2 separate regions of the Callithrix jacchus genome follow, and region 1 is linked to region 2. The links are chromatin contacts, called in public Hi-C maps. All regions are on one chromosome and are shown on one strand. The core of a region is the stretch at or near the end of the contact, and the rest is flanking DNA. Distances in the headings are between cores, read along the strand shown.

What was found. Hi-C and Micro-C count contacts between places; a contact is called where the count stands out from the background.
Region 1: a Hi-C map of skeletal muscle shows a contact between it and region 2, with 4 times the contacts expected there. The contact joins the promoter of ATOH8 here to the enhancer-like site in region 2. A contact is called at or near these places in 3 of 3 Hi-C or Micro-C datasets (induced pluripotent stem cells and skeletal muscle).

The regions. Positions count from the first base shown.
Region 1 is chr14:27,243,107-27,248,879 of calJac240_pri, reverse strand. It overlaps ATOH8 (atonal bHLH transcription factor 8), which reads left to right and starts at 3,261. Exons shown (of 5, transcript XR_013526417.1): 1 at 3,261-4,445.
Region 2 is chr14:27,184,415-27,190,322 of calJac240_pri, reverse strand. The region is part of intron 2 of ATOH8 (atonal bHLH transcription factor 8); the gene reads left to right. Among named protein-coding and RNA genes, the nearest start is that of ATOH8, 58 kb to the left of the region's middle. Within about 2 kb of position 2,707, at least 3 of the 16 cell types and tissues checked have an H3K27ac peak or open chromatin away from gene starts, as enhancers often do. A contact at or near this core is called in skeletal muscle, where this site is marked.

The sequences.
Region 1 (5,773 bases), core at 2,012-4,511, 58 kb before region 2:
GAAATCCACATTTCTGTCATTACAGGGCCACCACAATGGGCAAGAAGTTCCTCACGGAGAGACCGCAGTGTTGTGTGCAGTCCTGAGTGTGATACCACCAGGGGGCGCTGCCCAGTTGGTCTCTGCCCCAATTCTCAGCAAGGCTGAGGAAGGCAGAAGTGAGAGCCCTTGGAAGGGAGACAGGTTTGACCCTTCGGCTGGTGAGGTGTGGACAGCCAGCCTGGACCTGGAAGGTCTGCAACCTGGTAGACTGACAATGGCAATGGCGGGGACTCCAAGACAATTGGCCTCTTTACAGTTTGCTGCCTGTATCCCCACACACCGTTCCATCTCATGAGATGAGATGATGCCCAGATAGTAAACAGAGGCTCAGAGAGGTCAGGGAGCTGCCTAAGGTCACACAGCTGGTACGTGGCAAGGTGAAGGTCCCTCTGAACTTGCCTTTTTCCAAATCTGGGGCCCTGGCATTTGGCCAACAGAGAGGCAGCATGGTGAGGGGAAGGAGCCCGTCTGGCCTGCAGCCTGGCTTGCAGCCTGGCTCTACCTACACCCTGCGTGGCTGGTCATTCCTATCCAATCCCTTCCCCTCCTTCTGCCTCATGGGATCTCAGTGACCTTCTCCTCTATTTGGGGGAAGTTGGCACAGGGCTCAGGGTCAGTACGAGTGGATCCCTTGGTATTCAACCAAGATGTGATTTTCCCAGACACAGCTTGGCCTCTTTATGGACAAAATTCAATCCTGCTAGAGAAACATCCACTAACTGGCCACGGGCACCCCAGTTTTCAACTACACCCAAGTCTGGGATGCAAGGGGGCCTGGGCAGCTGGCTAACCCAGGATGCCCCAGGTCACCATTCCCTAGACTCTAGGCATCATGCCAAATGCTGCACATGCAGCCTGTGAGTCCTCACAGCCCTGTGAGGCATGATGTAATTCACTCCATTTTACAGAGGAAGATACTGAAGCTCAGAGAGTGCCTGAGCAGCTCTGTAGAAGGGGCATCGCTTTTCCTCCATCTCTGCCACTGACTAGCTGGATGCATAGGAGGATTGAGTCTGCAGACAGGACTGTAAAGGGCACAAGGGCTGTTAGTCTTTATCAGAGGCTTCCTGAGCACCAGGCTTTAGAGACAGGGAGGAAGACAAGAGTGTGCCTTTGAGGAATGCACAAGCCCAGGAGTTCCAACAGGGCTGCAGCAGAGGTTAAGCTGCAGCAGGACTTACGAGCAAGCATGCGCAGAGGCCAGCAAGAACAACTGGAGGCTGTGGTAAGCAGGGAAGGTTCACAGGAGGAGCAGGGCTGGAGCTGGTCATCAAAGGGTGAGGAAGAGTGTGCTTTGCAAAGGGGAGCAAAGGGCAGGACTTTAGGGTTCGAGGTTGAGCAGGGAAATGACAGGAGAATGAAGGCTCCTCTCTGGGGACACACCCTTGGCCTCCAGGACAGAGATAAGATGCAGGAAAACGCAGGTGTCCTGGGAAGGGGGTCTCTGGGAACACATGCTTTATGATGCTGGCACTCACCTTGGTGGGAAAATGAGATTTTGCATTTACTATAGTCAGAAAACTATGTGCCTTAGTGTGTGTGTGTGTGTGTGTGTGTGTGTTTAAATCCTTATGTCAAAGTCCTTTGACATTCATGATCTCTTTGTCGTTTCTCAGCTACCCTGAGAAGTTGGCTGGACAGAAATATCCTCAAAGACAGAAAAGTAGAGCCCTGGTGGGAGGAAATGTCTTGCTCATGGTCATGGGGCTCCAGAGTTGAAAAGCCAAGGCCCAACCAGGGCTCCTGGCCCAGCTCCCTGCTGCCGCCTCTGAAGCTTTGTTTAGACTCCCATCCCACCTCCCAGCACCTCGCGTGCTTCAGGCCACCCTGCCATCTGCCTCCTCCACCCCTAGACATTCTGCCTTGGAGGAGAGAGGCACTCCAGTGTGAGCCCTTGTGTTTTCATCAGAGTTCGAGGCCAGGGTCAAGGGTCCATCTTCTCCCAAACCACCTTGCTGGCTTTTAGTGCCCACCTGTCTTAAGAAGCAACAGCCACAGAAAAGGGACCAGCAAAGAGTAAAGCCCTGTTCTGAGCCTCGGAAGGGAGCAGCCAGGAGGTGGTCCTCTGGTGAGGACACGTGAGGGCCTACTACTTGGATCCCTTCTTTCCAGAATCTCCAGTGGAGTGGCACAGAGGACTGAGGGTCTGGGGGGTAGATCTCTGCCCCTTGTCAATAAACGTGGGCATCTGCCAAGCTCTTGCCTGGTGCCAGGCACTGCTATGAGTACCCTGTGCATACATGCACACAGGAGGCTGTTCACAGCCTCCTGGCGGGGGGAAGGTATGCTTATGACCCTTGTTTTACAGGCGAGGAAAGGGAGGCACAGAGAGGTTAAGTGTCTTTCCAAATGTCACACAGTGAGTGGCAGAGCTGGGGTTTGAGCCCAGGAAGTCTGCCTCAAGGAGCTATTTTGCCTCGATAAATAATAATAATAATAGTAACAACCACAGCTCCCATTTGACGACCCCTTCCTATGTGCCTGGTGCTTTACTTCCTCAGAGCAATGCTGTGACTTAGAAGTTGGTGTTTTCCGAATTTCTAATTTCATAGATGAGTAAATCCGGGCTTAGCAGGGCGCCTGGTGTGAGGTGACTGTAGAGGCTCACAGACGTTAGGTCTGCCTAAATCCGAAGCTTCCACCCTCCTCTGCCTCTGTGACTTGCTGTGTGACTTTGGAGCTTTCGGAGACTCAGTTTCCCTGTCTTAAGCCCTCTGCTCCTCTTGCTTTCCCTCTCCAGCAAGTGATAGTGGACTGGGCTGCCGTGCCACGCGGCTGAGGGTCGGGCAACTCTGGAGTTCCCCCTTCCCCATCGGTCCCTCGCAGAAGTCCCCGCTTCCCCGGTTTTCTGTTGCTTGGCGAGTTGGGGCGGAGGGACCGGCGGGAAGGTACTGGGTGGGCCAGGTCGGAGCTGTGTCACTGAGAGGCCGACGAGGCCTGGGAGAGAAGGCCCCGCTGTGATTTGGGGAAAGGCCAAGGGGCCTCTAAATCACTTGCTCGGGGAGGCTGTGCAGGAGCTGATGGTCCTCTGGGAACCCAGAAGCGTCCCACACTTGAGTAGGGGAGGGGAGGGAGAGCCGATGGAGGCAGGTTCTGGGCCGAGGGGATGGGGGTGGGGGGAGGCAGGGAGCACGCGGACAAAGGAGGCGGCCGGCGGCCCAGCTGTTTTGAAAAATGCTTCCTGTTTCTTTAAAGGCTCTCGCGGCTCGGGCGGCCGGGGCTGGGGAGGCGGTGGCGGCGGGAGCTGCCTCCTCTCCGGACGGCGGCGCTGACTGATCTCGCGAACTGGGCTTCTGTGTAAACTGAGGCTAAACAAACACAGATGGAGCGCAGCGGGCGTTCTCCAGAAATGCTGGCAAGGCGGCAGCGACTTCAGATGACACTCTGAGCGCTCCGGGAACGGACAGCCCGGCGGCTTCGCGGAGCCGGCAGCGCAGCTGCCCCGGGCAAGGGGGAGAAAGGGAGAGAGGGAGGGGGAGGCGGGCGAAGGGGGAGAGCCGAGACTCCTCGGCGCTGAGCGCGGCGGCGGCCCGGGCAGCCCCACGCCCCTGCCTCGCGCGCCGCCCGCGCCATGAAGCACATCCCGGTCCTCGAGGACGGACCGTGGAAGACCGTGTGCGTGAAAGAGCTGAACGGCCTCAAGAAGCTCAAGCGGAAAGGCAAGGAGCCGGCGCGGCGCGCGAACGGCTATAAAACTTTCCGATTGGACTTGGAAGCTCCCGAGCCCCGCGCCGTCGCCACCAACGGGCTGCGGGACAGGACCCATCGGCTGCAGCCGGTCCCGGTCCCGGTGCCGGTGCCAGCCCCAGTGGCGCCGGCCGCTCCTCCAAGAGGGGGCGCGGACACAGCCGGGGAGCACGGGGGCTCCCGGGTGCCTGAGGTCTCCGACGCGCGGAAACGCGGCTTTGCCCTGGGCGCAGTGGGGCCAGGACTCCCCACGACGACGACGCCACCTCCCCCTGTGCCCCAGAGCCTGGCACCTGGGGGCGCAGAGACACAGCCTTTCCGAGAGCCGGGTCTGCGTCCCCGCATCTTGCTGTGCGCACCGCCAGCGCGCCCCAAGCCGTCCGCGCCCCCAGCGCCGCCAGCGCCGCCAGCGCCCCCGGAGTCCACAGTGCGCCCCCCGCCCCCCGCGCGCCCCGGGGAAAGTTCCTACTCGTCAATTTCACACGTAATTTACAATAACCACCCGGATTCCTCTGCGTCGCCTAGGAAACGACCAGGCGAAGCGACTGCCGCCTCCTCGGAGATCAAAGCCCTGCAGCAGACCCGGAGGCTCCTGGCGAACGCCAGGGAGCGGACGCGGGTGCACACCATCAGCGCAGCCTTCGAGGCGCTCAGGAAGCAGGTACCCGCTCCCCGCCGCAAGCCCTCACTGCGCTCGGGGACCACTGCCGGAATGGGTAGGCGAGTGGCCGGGCCGGGATAGAGGTGTGTTTAAGGGGCAACTTGCCCAGCCCGGTCCGACCCTGGGGAGCCCAGACAGATGTGGACAGCCCTGGGGCAGTGACTTTGCCACAACGTTGGTATGGATCATAGTTTTCGAAGTGGAGAAAAAGGTTGGAGATCTCTGGCCCGAGCACCGCACCCCCCAAGTCCTCCCTCCACCCCCGCCTTGGGGGTAACGCTGTCTGCGCGTCTGACTTCAGCCTTCATAGTTCACTTTTATGGCAGCGAGTATTTGCCTGCTAGAGTCCCCTGGGCGCCATGCGGAGTGGAGAGGGGAAATGTGGGAATCTGGTCTTGGTTGCGGGAGAAAGGGGGCAACCCTTCTCCAGGCATTTGGCATGGTCGGGGTCTTGGCTCCTGTTGTTGGCGGTGAGGCCGGGAACGCTGCGGCGGGGCAGTCTAGGGGAGCTGGTCAACCCCTCTTCAGCCCCCAGCTCCCAGCAGTGATGCTCCAAACATTCAGGTTTCTAACGGGCTATGCACCCCTTGCCCTGGCATCCTCAAGAACCCGCGCTACAAGCCTGTGCTCTCTCCCCAGGGGTGGCCTCAGGAATGAGCTGGTGGGAGTCTTTCCCTGAGATCCCTTCCTTTCATCCTGTGGTGAAGCAGGCAACCGTGCTGAGGGGACCGTCTAGTTGGGGGATTTTCTCTGGAGCATCTTCAGAGTCTAGTTCTGGGGTGAGTTGGGGACTTTTTAGTTTGGGGCTGGTGAGGACTGCCCTCACCAAACAGTGCCCCTGAGCAGGTAGAAGAAGAATGCTTAACCCAAGAATTACCCGTGGTGGGGCGGGGCAGTTTACAATTCCACTTTAGACAAGGTTGGTACTGGCTTGGGCTTCTAGGCTTCTTATTTTCTTAGTGAGAAGGGGCTCTAGGAAGGAGGTGGTGAGTTCTATCCCACCCGACACAGGGCTCAGAGAAGGGTTAGGGTAGATGTGGCTAATTCGAAGTGTGTGTGTTTTTCTGTTTTATTTTTTTGCATGCTCTACAGCTGACTTGCAGTGTGACTCCAGGAATTTTGCTCAACTTCTCTGGGTTTTATCCAGCAAGAAAACATTTCAGAAACCATGATCTTGTTTTTGGATCACTCTCCTCTTCCTCCTGTTGGCTGGGGTGGGGCGGGGCAGTAGTGCCTGTGTCTACTCATGGAAAGGAAATGGAATCCCTGGGGAAAGAGGCCCTATGACTTTTGAGCAAAAGTGTCTTGCTTGGGCTTGGGGAAAGTGGTGAGTGAGGTGGGGTGGGGGCGGGGGCAAGTGGCTGTCACAGATCAGGCTGGGCC
Region 2 (5,908 bases), core at 1,458-3,957:
TTTGTAGAGATGGGGTTTCACCATGTTGGCCAGGATGGTCTCGAACTCCTGACCTCGCGATCCACCTGCCTCAGCCTCCGAAAGTGCTGGGATTACATGTGTGAACCAGCTCTCCCAGCAAGATGACATTTTTTCTGCCATAGGAACTCCTGGTACATGGCACAAATTCAGACATTCTGCCTTCTGGACCTGACACCGTGAAGCCCACTGTATTTCACTCCCATTCCAGGCCTATGCCTCAGTGGGTCCCAGTTCATCCCTGTCCATCCCAGAGGGGTCCTCTTAAATAGAGCCAGGCCCTAGGTGGAGGCAGTGGTCAGTGCTAAGCAGAGTGGGACGCAAGCACCATCACTGAGTTCCTGCTGACCCTTTCTGAGCTGAGCTGACACAGGGGCCCTGACACACATATAAGAGTGCATGTGTATCTGGTGAAATCTGGAACCATTCTAAGGGCTGTACCAAGTTTCCTGGTTTTGATATGGTCCTATGGTAACCTAACAAGACATTGGGAGTCTAGGTGAAGGATGCATGAGACCTCCCTGTACATTTCCTTGCACCTTTCTATGAATCTATAATTACTACACAATGAGACCAAAAGAATCCTGGCTGAGCACAGTGGCTTCCAGCACTTTGGAAGGCAGAGGTAGGTGGAACACTTGAGCTCAGGAGTTCAAGACCAGCCTGGGCAACATAGTGAGACCCCCTTCTCTACCAAAAAATACAAAAATTAGCTGAACATAGTGGTGTGTGCCCATACCAGCTCCTCAGGAGGCTGAAGTGGGAGGACTGCTTGAGCACAGGAACTTGAGGCTGCAGGGAGCCATAATTGTGCCACTACACTTTAGACTGGGCAATAGACTGAGATTGTGTCTCAAAAAAAAAAAAAAAATCTCTTCAGCCACCCATAAAAAAATGTGCTTTGTGGGTCATAGCATTCATATATTTGAACCCCTAAACTACTCTTAGTCATCTGACATGTCCCCGATGGGCTGAGGGACCAGCAGATCCCATCCCCCAGTGTCATTGCCTGGAATGCATGAAGAACCACCTGAGCCACTGCCACGGCCATTTCTCTGCCTCTTTCACTTTTACGGTTTTCACTGGGCCACAGCTTTTTATCAGAAACCCTTGGGGCCAGGAAGTTGTGCATTTTTTTAAGGGGGGTTAGAAAAGTTGTATCAGGCTATGGTATTTATTATGTAAATCCCCCTCCCCGAAAAGGAAGTGGGGCAGACCCTGTCATCAAACACATTCATATTACTGTAATTAATATTCACAAATGTAAGGTATAAATACTCCCAGGGAGTGAGATAAAGACAGACTAAAATTCTCTCATGTCACTTCAAGTCACCAAATGAGTTCTGTTCAGGTCAGATGTAGCCCTAGACACCACACCCGTGCTCACAGGCGCACACACACACAGCTGGTTTTCCGAGTTCTGGATCTGCAGAACAGAGCTGTGGAGCATGGCTGAGTGTGCCTACCTGACTCCTCAGGTGCCAGGCCTGGGCCCTGTCTGACCTATGGGTTGTGTGGACAAGAGGCCACTGTGCTCAGGGTTCCAGGGACCCCAGACTCCCGGGAGTGAGGGGCTCAGAGCTTTCCCAGCTGTTGCCCTCACACCCAGCCACTTGCCCCTAGAACTGCTGCACCCTGAAGCACACTCCTCCCCTTACTGGCTGGTTGTGGGTGTCATGATGTCACAGCACCTGGAGAAGAACCTCCCACCCCCAGCAAATTTTGTCCCCTCCGGAGAGCACAAGCACCTTATTTACAGCCCAGGGGGTTCCCAATCTTCTTAGACTCCAAGGTGCTGGGTCTGACAGGGGCCAGAGATGGAGCCCAAGCCCGCCCTGTTTTACAAATGAGGGAACTGAGACACAGAGAGGGTGAGTACCTAGACTCACACAGCAGGTCAGTCTGGGCACTGTTATGGGTGATTCCTGCCAGGGAGAGGGGTGCTGGGGGCATGTTTAAAAATCAGGGACTAGAAGAGCCTCTCAGCCTCAGAGAAGACATCTGGAGCAGCCTCCCAGCCACAGGGAGCTCCCCCGAGTCCCCACCCCAACGAAGTGGGAGAGGTTCCCAGGCACAGCGGGAGGAAGGGGGTCATGCAATCCACCCTTGCCTACCGCCTCGAGTGTATCCCGGGACTTCAGGTTTGCTCAGCGGCAGCGGGGCCAGACCCTGAGGCTGGAAGGCGGCCGGCTGGGCTTGGACGTGAGTGTGGGCGCCCCGGCCTCCCCCCGCCCCCGCAGGCGCCCCCCGCACCCCCAGAGCAGGCGCCCCCCGCCTCCCCCCACCAGCAGGCGCCCTGGTCCCTGTGTGGGCTGCTTTGACTCAGCGCCGGGAGCCAAGCTTAGGCAAACCACGCCGCACTGGACGCCATTCAAGCTTTTACAGGCCCTCAAATTGGGGCTGGAGCCGGAGAGGAAATACTAAAATCCTGTGTACACAACTTCTGTCTGGGCGCGCCGGGGCTCCGGGAGAATCAGGCGCGGCAAGGGACACATTTGGACGGTTTAAGGGCTCCTTTCCCCTGCTGTGCTTTTAACAGGCATCACGATGTGTCGCCTAAAACCAAGACTCCTGGGTGTGGGCGCCAGGAGGGTCTGTGGAGTGGGTGAGCTGGGGCGCGGCGTGAAGAACAGAGCTTTTCTCCTGCCCCCACGTGCCAGGCACACATGCACCCAAAGCTGGGTTCAGAAATCCAGTGGTCCATAAACCACACAGTCTGCATGGCCCAGACCCCTTCCCCTTCAGAAAGACGCAGCTGTCGGATGCTGGCTCCTCATAGCCTGGGCTTGGGAGTTAGGCAGGCCTGGGTGGGAACCCGGCTCTCCACTTGGGAACGCTGTGACTGTGGGCAAGGGCCTCTATTCCCTCATCTGTAAAATGGGCATGATTGTGGTAAGTTACCTCGGAGGTTAAAGACATGATATAGATGGGGAGCTAGCTCAAAGCCTGGCACATTGTAGGTGCTTCTTAAATGGTAGCTGTTAGTACTTACATATATTAATAGTGATAGCACCATGTTGAGCCTGGCACATGCTAAGTGCTGCCTAAAATCAATTCATTTAATCCCCACAGCAGCCCCATGGGGTAATGCTTTAACCCCGTTTTAACGGCAGAAATTAGGTCAGTTAATTACCTACCCAAGGTCACAGAGCTGTCGACTGGCTGGCCAGTCAACTGAACAAATGAGCAGTTGAACCCAGGTCATTTCACAGTGCAGGTGCTTTGCCACACTCTGAACTGTAACAGAGGAGGAGCTGGTGGCCAGAGCTGCTGGTGAGCTATGTGTCCATGGTATCCTCAGCCTGGCACCGAGTCCCCACACCTGGGCCTCATCCCATTGTCCAAGTTCCAGCCTTGCCAAGTGCCCTCAAGCACTTCCCACTCTGGCCCACCAAGAGCCCAAGCAGCCCCCTCCTACCTTCAGCCTTGGCTCAGCCCTTCCCCCACCCCAAGCTCGTTGAGGGCCTGCCTGTGCATCAGGCCACTCCCAGGCCACCCCTCCAGTGAGGCTGGCTCCTCTGAGCTGCAACACTTCCACCCCCAACCAGTGCCTTTAGTCTCCCTTCTCTTTGACTGGAGCCATGCTGGTCTGGGATGTGTTTCTCTCCCTCAGTCTTGTCCCTCATCAAAACCCTACAGATCTGAGGCCAGGCTCGGTGGCTCATGCCTATAATCCCAGCACTCTGGGAGGCCGAGGTGGGTGGATCACCTGAGGTCAGGAGTTTGAGACCAGTGTGGCCAACAGGGTGAAACCCTGTCTCTACTAAAAATACAAATTATCCAGGCATGGTGGCACGCACCTGTAGTCCCAGCTATTCAGGAGGCTGAGGCATAAGAATTGCTTCCCAGGAGGCAGAGGTTGCAGTGAGCTGAGATCGTGCCACTGCACTCCAGCCTGGGCAACAGAGCAAGACTCCATCTTAAAAAACAAAACCAAAAAACCCCAAAACCCTACAGGCCTGGTCCAGTCTCTTGTGCAGAGCAGGGTCTCCCATGTGTGGAAATGAATTTTCACTGGTGGTAAATGTTGGGTGATTGGTGACATTGTCCTCACTGGTGACTTGTATGTAGGAAAAAGAGAAGCCCCAGAAAATTTGTATAAGGAGGCAGGAGACGATGTGGGCGTCCCCCTGTGTTCCTGGCGTCTGCTGCCAAGCACACGGGGGTGTGGCTCCTCTGTCCACCCCTCCCCCTGCAGCCCTCTTAATTGTTTTGTCATCAGGGCCTGCCAGAAGCCCATGCTGTCTCAGGTAACGGCAGAGACCTCTCAGGTGTGTGAGCCTCTGGCTGGGCTGCCCTATAACAGCAGCCTGCAAACGGTTTCCATTCTGGGATCAGAGGGGCTGCAGGCCTGCCCATGAACTACATGACTCTAACCGCAGCATGGGCCATGCCAGGCCTGAGATCACATAGCAGATCTCCCACACCTCCGCTGGGCGGCAAGAGCTGCCATCCTGATTCCCGCAAACAGCCCAAACCCCCAATGCCCACACCCAAGAGGCACGACAGTGTCGTGAAAATAACATGGCCCTTGGAATCCAGAGATCTGGGTGTGGGTCCTGACACTGCAGTTCCCCGAGGTCTTGGGCAAGTCGCTTAACCTTCCTTCGAGCCTCAGTTTCCCCATGGAGGTGATTGCTTATATTTTACTTTGGGATTGAGAGACAAGAGAGGTATGAGAATGCCTGGCACTCTGTGGGAGCTGAAGCATTGGTTTAAGTGGGAGTCATAGTTGTGGGGAGCTAGGCTTGAGGGCTGACAGGATGACCCAGTGATCTGGTGCAGCAGTAAGAAGGGAGGAATTGATCATGGATAGGCTGGCTTCCCTGGGTCTGGCCTCTGCAGAACTTGTAGCTGAGTCTCCCCACCCCTTAGAATGGGGGGTATTCCTGGCCCCAACCACTTCACACCTTTAATACTTGGAGGAGGGATGCATGTACAGGCAGAGGCTGCTGGGAGTCTGGGGTGCCATGTGGGATAACCCAGATATCTGGCAGAGCTGCAGTGGTGCCATATGGGTGCAGACTGGTTTGGGGTCACGTGCGAGCCACTCAGGGGCTTCCAGAAGGGCACAGTGCCAACACAGCTGAGGATCTATGAGTAAAGAGCCCAAGGGAGCCAGAGGACCTGGGGGCATGTTATTTGTGCCTAAAAATTGGCAGACCGAGAGTCAGGGCATCTGGACTGCTCCAGTGAATAGGGGAGAATGCACACTGGCCACCACATGCTTGTGCTGCTGGGTACATCCCAGAAAGCTAGTGGACTTCGAGCAGGAACAGTCTGCATGGTGTGGCAGTGCCCTCTGCTGGCCAGGCTGGGCTAGCTTCGGCTGCTGCTTGGCACAGGAGGGTGATCCTCACACCCCGGCATGGGCAGCACCTCCACAGCCTCCATTCGCGGGGACCCTCAAAGCAGCCAGGACTCGGGAGCAGGAAGGATCCTGGCAGATGGGAAACTCATTCCCATTTTACAAATAAGAAAACAGGCTAGGAGGAGTGCCGAAAGTTGCTCAGGGTCCTGTAGCTATTGAATGATGGAGCCAGATCCATCCTGAAATGCTCTTTCTTCTAGCCCAGACCGAATCATTTTATGCAAAATATAACAGGACTCAGGGATGTTGGAAACAGTATCCTTCTTTATTTTATTAAAATCAAATTAGATCTGACTCCGCCTCTGCCTGGGCTGCAGAAAACTTCATTCTGACTTGCTTTTGGAGGTTGGAGTGGGTGCTCCTCCTCCCTAGGTCTGTGCAGGAGCCAGGGAGTCTAAGATGATGCCAGAAAATGGGTGTGAGGGAGGAGTGTTTAAATCTTCAGTGGGTCGGGGCCACTGTGAGAGCATCATGTCCAAGTCTCAGAGGGGCTGTGCTGCCTCCTTGCCCGATTGGCAG